Linked DNA regions of Bos taurus: region 1 is linked to region 2. A link is a contact called in public Hi-C data. All regions are on one chromosome and are shown on one strand. The core of a region is the stretch at or near the end of the contact, and the rest is flanking DNA. Distances in the headings are between cores, read along the strand shown.

Region 1 (5,349 bases), core at 1,384-3,883, 180 kb before region 2:
TGCTTTTTAGGCAGCAGGTTTAAGAGTCAAGAGAGGAGGAGGAGGGAGGCAGGAAGGTAAGGAAGAGAGTTGATCTCATCTTATTTTCTGACAGTGTCCTATGAGGACAGTGCTACAGTATTGATTGCGTTTGTGTAGAAGAGGTTTAACACTTAGATTAAGCAGCTCCCCAGGGTTACAAGGCTGGTAGAGGACAGGTCTATGATTCAAACCCCGGCTATGGGACTCCAGATAGCCCTCTCGGCTGGGCCCACTGCCCCACCCCTTTCCCCAGTGGGAGGGCATCAGGGAAAAGAAGGACCAGCTTCGCATAGCCTGGATGACAGATCATATCAGACGAAGTAATGGCCTGTATTACAAAGGCGCATCCTCTAGAAAGAGGTTCAGCAGCTGCTGGAGCACCTATAGGTGCACGTGTGACGCCAAAGAGAGGAGAAACAGACGGATAGAGACCCCCTTGGAGTGCCCAAATCTCACACCAGGTCACTCAGTAGAGGGAAAGTGAAAGTCGCTGTCATGTCTGACTCTTTGTGACCCCATGGATGATACAGTCCATGGAATTCTACAGGCCAGAATACTGGAGTGGGTAGCCTTTCCCTTCTCCAGGGGATCTTTCCAAACCAGGGATCCAACCCAGGTCTCCAGCACTGCAGGTAGATTCTTTACCAGCTGAGCCACAAGGGAAACCAGTAAAGGGTTGGTCCCAAAGACAACCGTGGAAGCGCTCTGTTCTCCTTTGCTCACAAGGCGTCCAGGAGACCCAGGAACCGGGACACGTTGCTCTCAGGTTCCGAAGCTTACAGACCACCGTTGCCCACAGGTTTCCAGGAGTTCAGGTCCGCCCTGCAGGAGCGCCGGCTGCGCCTCCTCCTGGCCGGGAGGTCGGGGACCGGGAAGAGCGCCACGGGCAACAGCATCCTCCAGCGGAAGCACTTCCTCTCCAGGCTCGCGACCACAGCGGTGACCAGGGCCTGCGCCACGGGGAGCTGCTGCTGGGCCTCGTGGGACGTGGAAGTCCTCGACACCCCGGACCTCTTCAGCCCCGAGGTCGCCCAGGCAGACCCGGGTTTCAAGGAGAGAGGCCGCTGCTACCTGCTGTCGGCCCCGGGGCCCCACGCCGTGCTCCTGGTGACCCAGCTCGGCCGCTTCACCGCCCAGGACCTGCAGGCCTGGCGCGGGGTGAAGGCGCTCTTCGGGGCGGGCATCGCGGCGCGCGCCGTCGTGGTCTTCACCCGCAGGGAGGACCTGGACGGGGGCTCGCTGCAGCAGTACGTGCGCGACACCGACAACCGTGCGCTCCGGGAGCTGGTGGCCGAGTGCGGGGGCCGCTGCTGCGCCTTCGACAACCGAGCGGCTGACGGGGAGCGGGAGGCGCAGGTCAGGGAGCTGATGGGGCTGGTGGAGGAGCTGGTGAGGGACCACGGCGGCGCCCCCTACACCAACGACGTGTACCACCTGGCGCAGACCCTGGGCGGGCTGAGTCCCGAGGAGAGGCTGCGCAGGGTGGCGGAGCGACTGGCCGCCCGAGCGCCGTCGTGGTCGGAGCGCTGGCCGCTGGCCGGGCTGTGGCGGTGGCCCAAAGCAGCGCCGGAGACCTGGTGTAAGCTGGGCCTGGTGGCCCTGCTGGGCGCCCTGTTCCTGCTGTACCTGCTCTGCAGGTAGCTGCCTGATGCCTTTGGTGGGTCAACCCTGACACATTGTAAATAACACTTCGTCCCTTGCAGTGATAATCACGGTCATCTCAGGTGCGCTGCTGCTTCAGGGCACGCATTCCCTTCTTTTCTCCCTCACCTCGCCTAATCTACCAACCTCAGAGGCGTGCCAGGCAAATCTCCCACCTGAAACCTTCCTCTGTTACCTGGTGGTCCCTGAACTCCCCTTTCCTCAGAGCCCAACAGCCACTGTTAATTTTAGGTGTTTTCCACCTGACCTCAGACTGCCTTTGACTCCATCCTGTCACTGAACTGCTTTTACTCCTGAAAGCAGATGAGGACCATTTTCCCTCTCACCCCTGGACTCCCCGGTGAACCAAGGGCAGAACTGCCCCAGGGCAGAGTCTGAGTACATATTCATTTGTTTGAATTGAACTGAATGGAAGAAATAAATGTACTGGACAGTCACATTGTGTTGAAAGAAATCAGTATTTGCAGCTGTTTCTTCATCCACTTCATATACTCATTGAACACAGATGCTGCTGTCTCATTCCTGACCCCACTGGCAAACAACCATGCACCCACACACTCACTCAGGTGTGTGATGGCAAGGAGGGAAGACATTAGTGCAGACCTGGCCCTCTGTACCGGCAGGGGATTGTCGTCCCCCAGCAGCTTGAATGCAGATGTTTCTGCACGTCCAAAGAGACTGTCATTGGAGCCTTGGTTCCCTAGGGCCCATGGAGGTCCTTCAGAAAGTCTCCTCCCAAGGAGGGGTTTTCTCACTAGCTGACCAACTCACAGGGTAAGCAAGGGTATGGCTTTTCAATTCAGGGATAAATTTAAAGGTTTAAGCGGATTGGAGATTTTATTTTGTGTGAATCTCAAAAGGCAAATAGGTCTTTGTGGGCTGAGAACTGGTGATATGATCATGGAGTAGAGAGTCACCCCTGTGCCAGGCATGCCTGGGAGAATCAGGTGTCTGGCACAGGTAAGTGAGCCAGGTTAGCCTGTGTCATCAGTCCTAGGTGTGCCTCCCTATCTCTTTATTCACATTTGCTTTATCCCCAACACCACTGTCTTCACACACCAACAGAAGCCCATCTCTAATACAGCTTTGCACTTCCAGGTCTCTCCCTACAGTATCCTCTACCTATTGCCTACCAGCCAGAGATTCTCAGGCTACTGATGACCTCAGATCACTAAGTGAAAGTCGCTCAGTTGTGTCCGATTCTTTGTGACCCCATGGATTATAAAGCCCATGCAATTCTCCAGGCCACAATACTGGAGTGGGTAGCCTTTCTCTTCTCCAGGGCATCCTCCCAACCAGGGGTCAAACCCAGGTCTCCCACATTACCGGCAGATTCTTTACCAGCTGAACCACCAGGGAAGCCCTGAGATCACTAAAGAGATGTGTAAAAAGGAAAAATGATCTGCAACAACTGGGCCCACAAATCCTAAGAGGCCCTCAAATCCTGTGAGGGTTTGTGAGGCCCACAAACTCTGCATGGATGCCATTGCAAACACTAATAGGAACACCAATGCCCAATGCTGAGGCTTGAAATTTCCTCAGCTGCAAAGGTCATTTTGGTTTAAGGAGTTGTGTGCGGATCTCAGTAGAGGTCCTAATAGGGGATCTTGCTTTTTTTCTTGTTCACTTTTCGATACACTCTTAGAGTAAACAGAGAAATATTCTGCCATTGTCACTCCTCTGAGAAAAGGGATGGTGATTGGTGAAAATAAATGTGAAAAAAGGATGAAAATAGAATGACAAAGTGCCCCATGTGAACAATGGATAGTTTTAATCTATGACTCAAATAATGAGAAACATCTGATTCTTGCTTCTGCTTTGGGAAGGAATGAAGGCTAGGAAGTTCCTAAGTGACCCTGGTTGAGCTGATGGGCATGTGGGGAGGAACATGCCAGGGATCCCAGAGGGTAGGTAATTGCCTAGTTCAACACTAGAGAGCTGTCTGTATATATGTGGGATATACACAAGAGGATAAAGAATGCCATGAAGAATGTCTGTAACAAATTAATGGATAGAAACAACATATAGTGTTGGGACCACTGGATATTCACAAGCAAAGTAGTAAATTTGGATGCTTATCTTGCATGATATAAAACCATTAACTCAAAATGGATCCAAGACCTAAATATGAGTTAAAACTATAAAACTCTTAGAAGAAAACAAGTGCAAATCTTCATGACCATGTATCAGACAACAGTTTCTAATATATGACATCAAAAGCACCAAAGAAAAACAGGTGTTATATTTAATCAAAATTAAAAACCTTTTCTCATTAAGTAACACTATCTAGAAAGTGAAAACACAGCCTAAAGAATGGGAGAAAATATTTGCCAACCTGATAAAGATCTCATATCCAGAATATATAATGAACTCTTACAACTCTGCAACAAGAAGACAAATAATCCAATTTTTAAATGAGTGAAAGATTTGATTAGGAGTTTTTTCAAATAAGATACACAAATGGCCAATAAAAACATGAAAAAAAAATAATGAACATCATTTGTCATTGGGGAAATGCAAATCAAAACAAGATACCACTTCATACTCCCTGGGTTTTTTTAAAAGAGAAAAAATAACAAATACTGATGAGTATGTGGATAAATTTAACCCTTGTCCACTGCTGGTGGGAATGTAAAATGACACAACTGCTGTAGAAAACCGTTTGGCATTGCCTCAAAAAGTTAAACATAGATTACCATATGATGCAGTAATTTCACTTCCTGGGTATATATCCAAGAGGACTGACAACACATGTTCAGTCCAAACATTCTACACGAATGGTAAAGTATCATAGTGATGCTTTCTAAGGCCCGCTTGACTTCACATTCCAGGATGTCTGGCTCTATCTTGGTCGTGTAACTCTTTTTTGTATAGTTCTTCTGTGTATTCTTGCCACCTCTTCTTAATATCTTCTGCTTCTGTTAGGTCCATACCATTTCTGTCTTTTATCGAGCCCATCTTTGCATGAAATGTTCCCTTGGTATCTCTAATTTTCTTGAAGAGATCTCTAGTCCCATTATGTTGTTTTCCTCTATTTCTTTGCATTGATTGCTGAGGAAGGCTTTCTTATCTCTTCTTGCTATTCTTTGGAACTCTGCATTCAGATGCTTATATCTTTCCTTTTCTCCTTTGCTTTTTGCTTCTCTTCTTTTCACAGCTCTTTGTAAGGCCTCCCCAGACAGCCATTTTGCTTTTTTGCATTTATTTTCCATGGGGATGGTCTTGATCCCTGTCTCCTGTACAATGTCACGAACTTCCGTCCATAGTTCATCAGGCACTCTGTCTATCAGATCTAGTCCCTTAAATCTATTTCTCGCTTCCACTGTATAATCATAAGGGATTTGATTTAGGTCATACCCGAATGGTCTAGTGGTTTTCCCTACTTTCTTCAATTTCAGCCTGAATTTGGCAATAAGGAGTTCATGGTCTGAGCCACAGTCAGCTCCTGGTCTTGTTTTTGCTGACTGTCTAGAGCTTCTCCATCTTTGGCTGCAAAGAATATAATCAATCTGATTTTGGTGTTGACCATCTGGTGATGTCCATGTGTAGAGGCTTCTCTTGTGTTGTTGGAAGAGGGTGTTTGCTATGACCAGTGTTTCTCTTGGCCAAACTCTGTTAGCCTTTGCCCTGCTTCATTCCATACTCCAAGGCCAAATTTGCCTGTTA
Region 2 (5,256 bases), core at 171-2,670:
AGCAAATTGGAAGTGGTCAAAAAGGAGATGGCATGAATGAGCATCAACATGTTAGGAATCAACGAACTAAAATGGACTGGAATGGGTGAATTTAACTCAGATTACCATTATATCTACTACTGTGGGCAAGAATCCCTTAGAAGAAATGGAGTAGCCCTCATAGTCAACAAGAGTCTGAAATGCAGTATTTAGGTGCAATCTCAAAAATGACAGAATGATCTCTCTTCGTTTCCAAGGCAAACCATTCAATATCACAGTAATCCAAGAAAAGCTATGACCAACCTAGACAGTATATTAAAAAGCAGAGACATTACTTTGCCAACAAAAGTCCATCTAGTCAAAGCTATGGCTTTCCACTAGTCATGTATGGATGTGAGAGTTGGACTATAAAGAAAGCTGAGTGCCAAAGAATTGATGCTTTTGAACCGTGGTGTTGGAGAAGATCTCTTGAGAGTCCCTTGGACTGCAAGGAGATCCAACCAGTCCATCCTAAAGGAAATCAATCCTGAATATTCATTGGAAGGACTGATGCTGAAGCTGAAACTCCAATACTTTGGCCACCTGATGTGAAGAACTGACTCATTTGAAAAGACCCTGATGCTGGGAAAGATTGAAGGTGGGAGGAAAAGGGGACGACAGAGGATGAGATGGTTGGATGGCATCACCGATGTGATGGACATGAGTAGGAGTAGGCTCCAGGAGTTGGTGATGGACAGGAAGGCCTGGCACGCTGCAGTCCATGGGGTTGCAAAGAGTCCAACACAACTGAACAACTGAACTGAACCAAAAGCTTACTCATTGGCATGGAATGTTATCATCTCCCGTCTGCTTTTTGCATTTGGAGATCCAAAGAAGACAAAGTCGAGCTCACCAGGTGTTCTCATAGCATCATCCCAACTCAGATAAGGCTCCTCCAATGCTTTCCCTAAATTCCAATGCTCAGGGGAGAGGAGAAACTATGAGTGGGGTCACCAGCTCTTTGGATTTGGCCAGATACATTGTAGGCAGTTATACCTATTTGATGAATGAATGAATGAACAGTGTCTGGGACTCTTTCAGTTAATCATGGGAAGACAGAAGGTGGTAAGAGATGAAGAAAATGCCTATGGTAAGAATACATCTCATAATGCATGTTTGCCCCCAGGTATGAGCTCTGGGTAGTAGGGGGAAGGGCTCACTCAAGACTGAACAGAGAGAAGCCAAGAGGTGACTCGATGCTGGGGTGAAGCAGCAAGAGGCCTAGGGCTGGCACTTCACCTGGATCTTTACTCCTGCCCTGCTATGAGATATTAAGTTCTTTGACTAACCTGCAGCTCTGTTCCCAACGTAAAATGAATAAACAGAAAGGGATGTAGAGGGCATCAGATCGTGTATTAGAGGGAACATGATGCACCAGGTAAAAGGTGTTAGGGAACACGGATGGAGGTTATTAGGCAGCAGGTTTAAGAGAGAGGAGAGGAAGAGGGAGGGAGGGAGTGAGGGAGGGAAGGAAGGGAGATGGTCTCCTCTTATTTTTCTGATAGCCAACGAGGACAGTACTTACAGTATTGATCTCACTTGTGCAGAAGAGATTTAACACTTTGATTAAACAGCTTCCCAGGATTACAGAGCTGACAGAGAGTGGGGCTATGAACCAGGGGTGTGGTACCTCAGGCAGCCCTCATGGCCACGCCTATTGCCACACCACCACCACCACCCCCAACTTTCTTTGGTAGAAGAATATCTGGGGGAAAAGGCAGAGGCTCCTTAAGTTGTCAAATAGGGACCAGTTCTGGATGACAGGTTTATTGGTTAATATTTTATGACGAAAGCTACCTGATGAGGTTGAAGGATAATTATCACTAACAGCCTTTTATTTGAAGAGGAAAATAATCTACCGAGAGCCTAGTGACTCTCTAAGGGGAAAAGGCGGCAAATCAGAACTTGAACCTATTTTTTATTTACCAAACTGGACATGGAACAACAGACTGGTTCCAAATGGGAAAAGGAGTACGTCAAGGCTGTATATTGTCACCCTGCTTATTTAACTTATATGCAGGGTACATCATGAGAAACGCTGGACTGGAAGAAGCACAAGCTGGAATTAAGATTTCCCGGGAGAAATATCAATATCAGATATGCAGATGACACCACCCTGATGGCAGAAAGTGAAGAGGAACTAAAAGCCTCTTGATGAAAGTGAAAGAGGAGAGTGAAAAGTTTGGCTTAAAGCTCAACATTCAGAAAACGAAGATCATGGCATCTGGTCCCATCACTTCATGGAAATAGATGGGGAAACAGTGGAAACAGTGTCAGACTTTATTTTTCTGGACTCCAAAATCACTGCAGATGGCGACTGCAGCCATGAAATTAAAAGACGCTTACTCCTTGGAAGGAAAGCTGTGACCAACCTAGATAGCATATTCAAAAGCAGAGACATTACTTTGCCAACAAAGGTCCGTCTAGTCAAGGCTATGGTTTTTCCTGTGGTCATGTATGCATGTGAGAGTTGGACTGTGAAGAAGGCTGAGCGCCGAAGAATTGATGCTTTTGAACTGTGGTGTTGGAGAAGACTCTTGAGAGTCCCTTGGACTGCAAGGAGATCCAACCAGTCCATTCTGAAGGAGATCAGCCCTGGGATTTCTTTGGAAGGAATGATGCTAAAGCTGAAACTCCAGTAGTTTGGCCACCTCATGCAAAGAGTTGACTCATTGGAAAAGACTCTGATGCTTGGAGGGATTGGGGGCAGGAGGAGAAGGGGACGACAGAGGATGAGATGGCTGGATGGCGTCACTGACTCGTTGGCTGTGAGTCTGAGTGAACTCCGGGAGTTGGTGATGGACAGGGAGGCCTGGCATGCTGCGATTCATGGAGTCGCAAAGAGTCAGACACGACTGAATGACTGAACTGAACTGAATTGAACTGATAGGAAGAGTTTCCTTAAGGAGTTGTGGTGGTTTGGTTGCTCAGTCATGTCCGACTCTTTGCAACCCTATGGCTCCTCTCTCCATGGGATTTCCCAGGCAAGAATGCAGGAGTGGGTTGCCATTTCCTCCTCCAGGGGCTCCTCCCAACCCAGGAATCAAATCCACGTCTCCTGCACTGGCAGGCGGATTCTCTACCACTGAGTCACCAGACACAGGGTCAAAATATTATAACTTCTCAAAAGCTGTCTATTTAAGTGAATCTATAAATTCATACCAACTAGGTATGTCTTCTCTCACCTTTTCTTTTATCTCCTCTTTGTGAACATCTTTGATTGTGTGTTGATGAAGTTTATTTCATATTTTCGTGTCCTGCTGCCTGGATCAGCTGTTATTTTACCCAAAGAGGTTCATCTTTGGCTTACTTCTGAGAGTTGTTTTTGGCCATGATCAGATTTCTGAGCAGATTTCAAACAATCCGTACCCTCTTATATAGTCTTGTACCATATTCAGTATTGTACAATGTACAATATTCATCTGCCTGGCTGGACAGAAGCCACTACTCATTCCAGTGAATACCATGTGGGTTGAATTCCCTAGAAGAGGAATACCTGTAAATTCGTGGGGACTCCAGAGCTAGACTATGATCTAAGACTCACTTTTTTTTTAAGCTTTTTTGAATTTATTTTTAAAAATTTTTATTGGAGTATAGTTGCTTTACAAAGTTGTGTTGTTAGTTTCTGCTGTGCAGCAAAGTGAATCACTTGTATGTATGTTGTAGCCACGCGTTCTGGGAAACAAACTCACTCAGAAGGACAATGCAGATAGTGGAGTGAAGTTTATTACACCGGTGGGTCCAAGGCAGAGTCTTCTCTTAGCCAAGGACCCTGACCAGTTTTTGTGAAAAGCTTATATACCCTAAGTGTATAAGGTTCCCTGAAACTAGTCTGAACAAAAGAAAAAGAAAGATACAATCAAAGTTAACCCGTGATCATATGCCTTAAGCCTAGGTAGTTAACAGTGGGCAATTATCAATAGGCCTGTGGTCATACCCCAATAAACATAACTGAATGTATGATTCTATTGGGTTACACAGATAATTAGGGTATTCTTTTAGACGATAGAGAGCCCTGGGGCTCTTCCTGCCAGGGGCCTGGTTTTCCAGTTGGTATGTCATTTCCATAGATACTGGGCATATAGCTCAAAGTCCACAGTCCAGCCCAAGATGGAGTCCCGCCCTCAAGAGAGTCTGTTCTGTTTCCTCCTTCACTTATACATACACCCCATCTATTATAGATTTCCTTCCTATTTAGGTCAACAGAGAGCCTTGAGTAGAGTCCCTGTGCTATACTGTAGATTCTCATTAGTTGTCTATTTCATACATAGTAGTGTGTATATTTCAATCCCAATTTCCCAGTTCATCCTATTCCCCCATCCCCCCTTGGTATCCATAAGTTTGTTCTGTATATCTGTGTCCCTATTTCTGCTTTGCTAATAAATTCATCTGCATGACTTTTCTAGATTCCATATATTGATATTATACAGTATTCGTTTTTCTGACTTGCTTCAGTCTACGTGACAGTCTCTAGGTCTATCCACGTCTATGCAAATGGTACTATTTCATTTCTTTCTATGGCTGAGTAACATCCCATTGTGTATATGTACCACATCTTCTTTATCCATTCCTTTGCTGATGAACATGTAGGTTGCTTCCCTGTCCTGCTTATTGTAAACAGTGCTGCAATGGACATTGGAGTGTATGTATCTTTTTGAATTATGGCTTTGTTCAAATCAGGCACAGGGGTGGGATTTCTGGGTCATATGATAGTTTTATTTTTAGTTTTGTGAGGCACCTCCATACTCTTCTCCATAGTGACTGTACCAGTTTACATTCCCACCAACAGTGTAGGAAGGTTCCCTTTTCTCCACACCTTCTTCAGCACTCATTGTTTGTAGATTTTTTTGGTGATGGCCATTCTGTTCAGTGTGAGGTGATACCTGATTTTAGTTTTGACTTGCATTTCCTGAATAATTAGTGATGCTGAACATGTTTCCTGGCCATCTGTATGTTCTCTTTGCAGAAATGTCTGTTTAGGTCTTCTGCCCATTTTTTTTATTGAGTTACTTGGTTTTCTGATATGAAGTTGCATGAGCTGTTTGTATATCTTGGAGTTTAATCTTTTGTCAGTTGCTTCATTTGCAAATACTTTCTTCCATTCTGAGGGTTGCCCTTACATTTCATTTATGTATTCCTTTGCTATGCAAAAGCTTTTGCATTTAATTAAGTCCCATTTGCTTATCTTTGTTTTTATTTTCATTACTCTAGGAGGTGTGTCAAAAAGATCTTGCTGCG

What was found. A called contact is a pair of places that touch in the nucleus more often than the background predicts.
Region 1: a contact with region 2 is called in a Hi-C map of skin fibroblasts, with 19 times the contacts expected there. The contact joins two enhancer-like sites. A contact is called at or near these places in 3 of 11 Hi-C or Micro-C datasets (blood, liver and skin fibroblasts).

What each region holds. Positions count from the first base shown.
Region 1 is chr4:113,127,940-113,133,288 of ARS-UCD2.0, reverse strand. LOC512867 (GTPase, IMAP family member 1-like) reads left to right here. Exons shown (of 3, transcript NM_001083677.2): 3 at 821-2,120. The coding sequence ends at 1,662. Among named protein-coding and RNA genes, the nearest start is that of GIMAP4, 56 kb to the right of the region's middle. Within about 2 kb of position 2,633, at least 3 of the 102 cell types and tissues checked have an H3K27ac peak or open chromatin away from gene starts, as enhancers often do. A contact at or near this core is called in skin fibroblasts, where this site is marked.
Region 2 is chr4:112,948,310-112,953,565 of ARS-UCD2.0, reverse strand. No RefSeq gene overlaps it. Among named protein-coding and RNA genes, the nearest start is that of GIMAP8, 110 kb to the right of the region's middle. Within about 2 kb of position 1,420, at least 2 of the 102 cell types and tissues checked have an H3K27ac peak or open chromatin away from gene starts, as enhancers often do. A contact at or near this core is called in skin fibroblasts, where this site is marked.